Regions from separate parts of the Mus musculus genome. Here region 2 is linked to region 1. The links are chromatin contacts, called in public Micro-C maps. All regions are on one chromosome and are shown on one strand. The core of a region is the stretch at or near the end of the contact, and the rest is flanking DNA. Distances in the headings are between cores, read along the strand shown. Region 1 has its middle 32 kb from the start of Grap. Region 2 holds the start of Fam83g (family with sequence similarity 83, member G).

Region 1 (3,630 bases), core at 1,062-3,561:
GAGGTTACAGACACAAACCACCACTTTGGACTTTTAAAAATATTTAGTTAGGTAGGTAGTTCATTTGTTATATGTGTATGTCCACCGTGTGCATGCAGGAACCCATGCAGATCAGAAGAAGCAATGGATCTCCTAGAAATGGAGTTACTGGGTGGGAGTTGCCATGTGGATGCTGGGAACTGACCTTGGGTCCTCTGTAAGAACAGAAAGTGCACTTGAGTGCTGCGCCATCTCTCCAGCACCCTCCAGCTCTTACACAGCTGCTTGGATTCACACTCTCGTCCTCACATGTCCGCAGGAACCACTTTGCATTATTTTTTTTGTTTTTGTTTTTGGGTTTTTTTTTAAAGATTCTAGATGGTTTTGTGTGTATGAGTGTTTGCCTGCACATATATATGTGTACCACAAACATACCTGGTGCCTACAAAAGCCAGAAGAGGGTATTGGGCCCCTTGAAACTGGAGTTACAGGTGGTTAGGAGCCACAGTGTGTGCGTGAGAATCCAGGCCTGCTTAATCCCTTAGCCATATCTCCAGCCCCTGTCTTAAAACAGAACCAACAACAAAAACAAATTTATTTTAAAAGATCAGTTGCAGACACACAACCACATACACTATGCTGGTGAGTTTTTCTGCGACAAGCTAGAGTCATCTGAGAAGAGGGAACAGCAACTGAGAAAATGCCTCCATCAGACTGGCCTGTAGGAATGTCTATGGAGGCATAGTTTTTGTTTTTGTTTTTGTTTTTAAGGTTTTTTTTTTTTTTTTTTCGAGACAGGGTTTCTCTGTGTAGCCCTGGCTGTCCTGGAACTCACTCTGTAGACCAGGCTGGCCCTGAATTCAGAAATCCACCTGCCTCTGCCTCCCGTGTGCTGGGATTAAAGGCGTGCTCCACCACGCCCAGCTTTTCTTTTTTTTTAAAGACAGGGTTTCCTGTAGTCCATGAAAGTTCAAGATGGCCTTGAACTTCCAAGGATGGCCTTCAATATCTGATCCTCCAGCCTCTGCCTCCAGAGTGCTGGGATTAAAGGTGTATGCCACCGCACCCGGCCCGAGACATATTCTTAATTAATGACTGATGTGGGAAGGCCCAGCCACTGTGAGCAGTGCTACCCCTAGGCTAGTGGTCGTAGGGGCAAAAGGACCATGGGGAACAATCCTGTAAGCAGCTCTCCTCCCTGGTCTCTGCCTCAGTTCTTGTCTCCAGGTTTCCACCTTGAATGCCTGCCCTGACTTAATGATGGGATGTGAGCCAAATAAGCCCTTTCTTCCCCAGGTTGCTTTTGGCCCTGGTGTTTCATCATAGCGACAGAAATCAAATGAAGACACACATAATTAAAAATAAATCTTGAAAAAAAAGAGTAACCAAGGAAAACACCCATTGACCTCTATCCTCCACGTGTGCACACGCGCGCGCGCGCACACACACACACACTATTTATTAACCATTTTTAATAAAGCTATGGGACAATCCTTGCACCCCTAAATTTTTAGGTAAATATTTGTGTATTTTATGTGCATGTGAGTGTGTTTTGAGAAAAAGTCTGCAGGTGCAGAAGCTAGAGCCTCCTGCAGGTGGTGAGGACAGATTTTTTTTTCTCCATATTATTTCTGTTTGTTTGTTTGTTTGTTCGTTTGTTTGAGACGGGGTCACTCTGCATGGGTATGTATGCCAAACTGGTGAGTTCTGCTTCCCTCAGCCATCTGAATGCTGGGATGAAAAGCATGTACCACCACGCCTGGCTTTCCCATTCTACCATTCTGTCTGTCTATATCTACCTACCTACCTATCCGTGTGTGTGTGTGTGTGTGTGTGTGTGTGTGTGTGTGTGTCCCAGCACGTGAGAGCATTCTCACTGCCACAGTGCGCTTGGGCAGGTTCTTGAGTCTATTCTCCTCTAAGTCATCAATATAGCCTAGATTTTTTTCCTAAGTGCACTTAAAAAAGAAAAGCTCTGGGAATGGAAGCCAAGGCTGTACAAACGTTAGACAACTTCCAACTCACCGCTTTCCCTTTGCCTTTTGACTCTCTTGACTTTCTGCCCAAACCCTCCTTCGAATCGGTTTATCCTCCACCATCACACCACCCTCTTCAGGTACCAGTTAAGTAAAAAAATTCCTTAAGTTTCTTTCACTGAGTAGAGAGACCCATCCCTTCACAGGCTCAAGAACCAGGCGTCCAGGGTGCGCCTTACTCGGTCCACAACGGACAGTTTCAACGTGTAGGAGTGCGGTGGGAAGCCGCATGCGCAGGGACGAGCACTTTCCCCGCGATGTGCAAACAGCACCACCGCCCTTCTGCCCTCTTGCGGCAGGCACCTTAGGCCTCCCTCCTGCCGCCGTTCTGGATGCTCAAACCACCAAAACCCAGCCCAGCGCAGGCATTTGGCCACCCAGGCTGAGTTTCCTCAGATGTAGAGACCCACACAGAGACCAGAAAGTAAAGTGTGTGTGGTAGCTGCAGGCAGGGTGGGGTAGGGTGCAGACCCCCAACTGTCCAACCCACGGAACTCAATCTCCAAGTTTCCAGTTTTGCCCTCAGACCCAGCCCCCCCCCCCCAGCTCTGCGGACTCAGCACCCACCCCGACCCAGCTTTTGGTATCCCAGCTTCCCCAGCTCCCCATCCCCCACCCACCCACCACGCCCAGCTCCCCAGCCTCACAGGTGGCCGTCACTCCTAGTCTCTCTGCTCCCTAGTTCCCCAGTTCCCGACTCTACAATCCCTTAACCCCGTTCCCGCAGTATCTCAGCCCCACAGCTCTCTAGACACCCCCCTCCCCCAGTCCTCCCCCATCTCAGCGCCCCCACCCCCCAGCATCACAGGGCGCGGTCGCGAGGGCAGTTGGCCAGGAGCGGCCAGCTGGGGGCGCTTCTGCCTTGCGGTTCCTGCGCTCGGGAATTTTCCACCCCAGGAACTCACAAATTGTTCTCCCATTATCTGATTTAAATAAAATGTGTATGTGTGTATTTTAAAAAGCTCTGATGGGTCAGGCTCACTGAGGTAACAATACAAACAAGTACTGCCAACCAAGAACGCGACCAAACGCTGAAGGAGCCTGGCCTCAGTCAAAGAAAGCTTGCTCTCTTCCTAAAGGAGATGGATAAACAATCGGACAGCAGGTTTGATTTGGTTTGGGGTCAACCCGCTGTCACTGAACTGCACCCCAACCAAAGATGGCAATTCTTCAGAATTTAAATTCTAATTCAGATGCTCGTAAGGAAACCCATGGTTTCATAGTGATATTGTGTTTCAAACAAAACAAAAGAGACACAGAAAATGAAACAAAAATTCACAGACCATTACTCTTTCTTTTACAATACTTCCTCCTTCTCCTCCTCTTCCTCCTCTTCCTCCTCCTCCTCCTCCTCCTCCTCCTCCTCCTTCTTCACATTGAAATGTAGACAGATGTAGTTGTGCATGGCAGCCTGTGCCTTTAATTCCAGAGCTAGGAAACTAGAGGCAGCTTTTTCTGAGCTCCAGGCCAGCCTGCTCCACAAAGTGATTTACAGGCCAGCCAGAGCTTCATAAGACCCTGCCTTAAAGATAGATAGATAGATAGATAGATAGATAGATAGATAGATAGATAGATAGATAGATAAAAAAGGCATAATAAAAACAAAGCAAACAAA
Region 2 (3,523 bases), core at 403-2,902, 64 kb before region 1:
GATGCAAAGTGTACCTACAGACTAGAAACCCTCAGTTAGTGGCCCCATGGACAGAGCCTCGACTCTGGGGGAAAGCTGAGCCACCTCAGCTACTGACCCACTTTTGGTCTCTGCCCAAGAGCTCCCCAGGCCCTGTCAGCCAGATCAGTCCCCAGGGTAGACACCTGGCCTTGTACACTGACTGCCTCATTCTGGACCCGGACAGTGAAGGGGTCAGACCCAGGTAGGAACACTCTCACTACCACCTGAAGACAGACCTGCTCTAGATATATCGCAACTTGCTGGGCTACCTTGCCTGTCAAATCAGGCACACCTCTGCTCATTCATGGCCACCCAGCTATGGTTTGACTGTCTGTACAAGCATTGTACACAGCTTCTCAAGATGTGTGTGTGTCAGTATGGAGCAGTCACCCAAAGCCGGGCACTGTGCAGCCCAGTCAACGGCTGTCAGCTAAGGGAATCCACACAAGGCCTGAAGAGCCTCTTGATGGCAAACCACAACCTAAGTAAATACCCTCACCTCTTCCACTGGTGAAAACCTTCAATAGGTACCACCTGCTCTGGCCTGGACAGCTGCTGCTACTGTAGCACTCAGAGAAAAGCTTGGAGAACCACCACCAGCCACACAGCACAGCTAGGAAGCAGGCAGATTTCCTCAGGGCTCCAGACCAGCCTCCACGTCTCTCCCGAGACCCCTGCCAGCAAGCTCATGTATGTGTGCAAGCTTCTATCTGCTCCTGGGTCTGAGACGAGATAAGGGAGAGTGGGTGAGAGAAAGGCCGCATTCCTCCCACACAGCTCATGGTTTGCATTTGGGGAACTCAGAAACACTCCAGGAGGGCACAGAAGCCCACTCAGCCTGGAAGCCCAGTGCCACCTGCTAGAGGGAGTGGACATTCAGCTTCTGATCACCGGAGGAGGCAACCGAGAGGCCAGTCAGAGGTCCAGGGGCTGTCTCGGTGCCCATGCGTGCTGGGTGAATGGGGGTCTCGCCGTGGCGCCTCACCTTCTGCGCCTGGCTGACCATCTTGCGCACCACTTCCTTGATGTGCGGCTGCCCGTCGATGGGTGGCTGCATGTAGACGCTGGCCCGGGTCACACCTCGGTAGGCAATGGTGTCAGGCCAGCCCAGGTCCAGCTGCGGGATGGAGCGGTCCGACTTCTGGGGCCAATACTCCAGCGAGGGCAGCGTCTCCGTGGCTGGGGGCCCGCCCGCCGCACTGGTCTCCTCGCTGGCATCCGCGCCTCCGTTGTCCTGGGGTTCGGGGCGGCGGCCCGAGACCCGCGGGTCCTCAGAGCCCGGGTCGTACACCTCGATGGCCTCCACGATACGCGAAAGCTCCAGCTCCGAAAGAAAGTCGCGGATGTTCTCGCGCTTCAGCACCTCGTAGAAGGCGTCGCGACCCCGGGCCACCAGGGCCTCCAGGGCCAGCCTCTGCTCCTCGCTGTAGAAGAACTCGGGCTTCGACTCGCTGGATCGCCAGTTCACGTGGTTGTCGTCCAGACACTGCACCTGGGAGAAGGCCATGGTGGCCCTCGCTGTGGGAACGCGGCCCGACGGGCACCGCGCTCTCAGGCTCCGGGGCCTCGGCGCCTCTGAGAACCGCACCTGAGGGAATCAGCAAAAGACCGCGGTCGGGGTCAGAGGGCGGGCGGGGGCGTGGCGAAGGAAGGGGCGTGGCGGGTAGTGTGTGGGCGGAGCGAGGCGTGGCGAGGTTAGCCAGAGCCGTCCAGGGCCGCGGTTGTCCTCTGCCTCTGTCTTGGGATCCGCCTGAGGTTCTCGGAATCCTGGGAATAAGCTGGGGCTGACGGGGACCCTCGCCCCAGTCCGGAGTAAGAGCCGGGACGCCAGCCCAAGTGAGGCTCGCAAACCCGGAGGAGGGACTTGCTTACCAAGCAGGTGGCGCCGTGCAGACCGGACGACCCGAGGAACCACAGGCGTTGGTGGTGGCACCGGGCTGGACCGCCGGTGACTAAGGGCGGTCCCGCCCACCCTGCCACCCTCACCTGGGGTCACGTGCGGCCCCGGGGGCGGAGCCGGAAGCTGATTCATCTCCTCAGACGGCGCAAGGCTGGACAATTTGCTGCCTCTAAGCCTCGTGGAAGTCTTCCTCTGCCCCCCAGTCCCGCTGGCGATCCTGGTCCATCTCTGGCCCGGTTCTGTCTTGCGGGTGGGATGCTCAGCTGTCCAGTTGTAGACTGAAGGTTGGGTCGTGGGCCGAGGCCCAGCTCCAGCTCCAACTGCTTCCACACTCTTGCTCTCCATGTGCACAGACCAGATACAGATTAGTCCTGAGCCCAACTGCTTGCTGGGATCCCACCTAGCAGAACCTGGTGCACCTCACATGCCTGAACCCTGCGCCAGAAAAGGGTAGAGAGAACCAAGCTGTGCTCAAACGCAGCTCTTGGCTGTTCCCCAGTGATGGAGACCATTAGGTCCTTATCTGAGGGCAGGATGTCAGGTGCAGTTTGGCAAAGGGCTCCTTCCTGAAGCTTCTTGTTTCAGGACACCAGGCCAATACTGCCCTGTCTTTCTAGCCTACTTACCATCTCTGGGTCAGGATAGAGCTGGTTTGAGTCCCAGTGGACCCTGGCCTTAACCTAATGAGGACAAGCTAATGGCAACATTGTACCCTCCAGACATGTCCTCACTGTTCATTTTCCAGTAAGGCCTCCTTGCCCTGCATTCACTGCTTTCAAAGCTTCAAAGCCTAGTTAGCATCCTTGGAGTCCTCACCACTGATCCCCAGACTCAAACCCTTCACCTCTAGCCTCAAAGTCCTCATCAGGCCTTACACTGGGTGAACACTGTGGTTCATACCTGCTCTTGCTTGGCACTCTTGCCCACCTCGGGCACCTGAGTCACCTCCTTACCTCCCATTCCCAAGGAGCAGAGAGGGGCAGTGATGAGTGTGAGTCTTGTACCCTCAACAAAGATGTGCTGACCCTCAGTTTATTCTCTTGTTCTTACCACTGTGGAGTTCCCGGCTTCATTAAGGAACCTGGCCCTCTGGCTGGAAGGCTCATCTGCTCCACTCAAGTCACAAGAAGCTGTAAAGAGTGAATGGAGAGGCTATTCATTTTCTCCAGTTTCATCTGATATGACTGTCTTGGCCAGAAAATCCTTTGGGCCATCCACAGAGCTGCATCAGATCTTGTGTGTGTGTGTGTGTGTGTGTGTGTGTGTGTGTGTGCGTGCGCGTGAGCGCTGGGGAGTGGGGTATACAGCCTTGTCATTATGTATAGGTTTAACAACCATTACCATCAAGATATGCACACCTCTAATCCCAGGACTTGGAATGCGTGGCAGGATTACAGAATTGCAGGCTGGAGGCCAACCAAAGCTAGCAGGATTGTGACACTGCAGAGCCCTTACTTATTAGAACTAAGCAGCCAGGTCCCCACCCCAACCTTGACAGCCATTTTCTATCTCCTAATCCCGTGGAAATGGCAGCATCATTAGCAAATTTCCAGAGTGCGGTCTAGAATTCTGGGCTGTCTTCTAGCCCCACCAACAATGTGA

The links. Hi-C and Micro-C count contacts between places; a contact is called where the count stands out from the background.
Region 2: a Micro-C map of embryonic stem cells shows a contact between it and region 1, with 2.4 times the contacts expected there. The contact joins the promoter of Fam83g here to the enhancer-like site in region 1. A contact is called at or near these places in 4 of 39 promoter capture datasets (the HPC-7 cell line, epiblast stem cells, hematopoietic stem and progenitor cells and 1 more), 18 of 484 Hi-C or Micro-C datasets (B cells, CD4 T cells, CD8 T cells and 11 more), 12 of 115 datasets of contacts at active chromatin or transcription factors (CD8 T cells, bone marrow-derived dendritic cells, embryonic stem cells and 8 more) and 1 of 9 other capture datasets (liver).

Annotation. Positions count from the first base shown.
Region 1 is chr11:61,619,157-61,622,786 of GRCm38.p6, reverse strand. No RefSeq gene overlaps it. Among named protein-coding and RNA genes, the nearest start is that of Grap, 32 kb to the left of the region's middle. Within about 2 kb of position 2,311, at least 131 of the 459 cell types and tissues checked have an H3K27ac peak or open chromatin away from gene starts, as enhancers often do. A contact at or near this core is called in CD8 T cells, the N1E-115 cell line, Th2 cells and 8 more, where this site is marked.
Region 2 is chr11:61,682,539-61,686,061 of GRCm38.p6, reverse strand. Fam83g (family with sequence similarity 83, member G) reads right to left here and starts at 1,652. Exons shown (of 5, transcript NM_178618.3): 1 at 1,007-1,652. The coding sequence starts at 1,528. All of the region lies in intron 9 of Slc5a10 (solute carrier family 5 (sodium/glucose cotransporter), member 10), which reads left to right.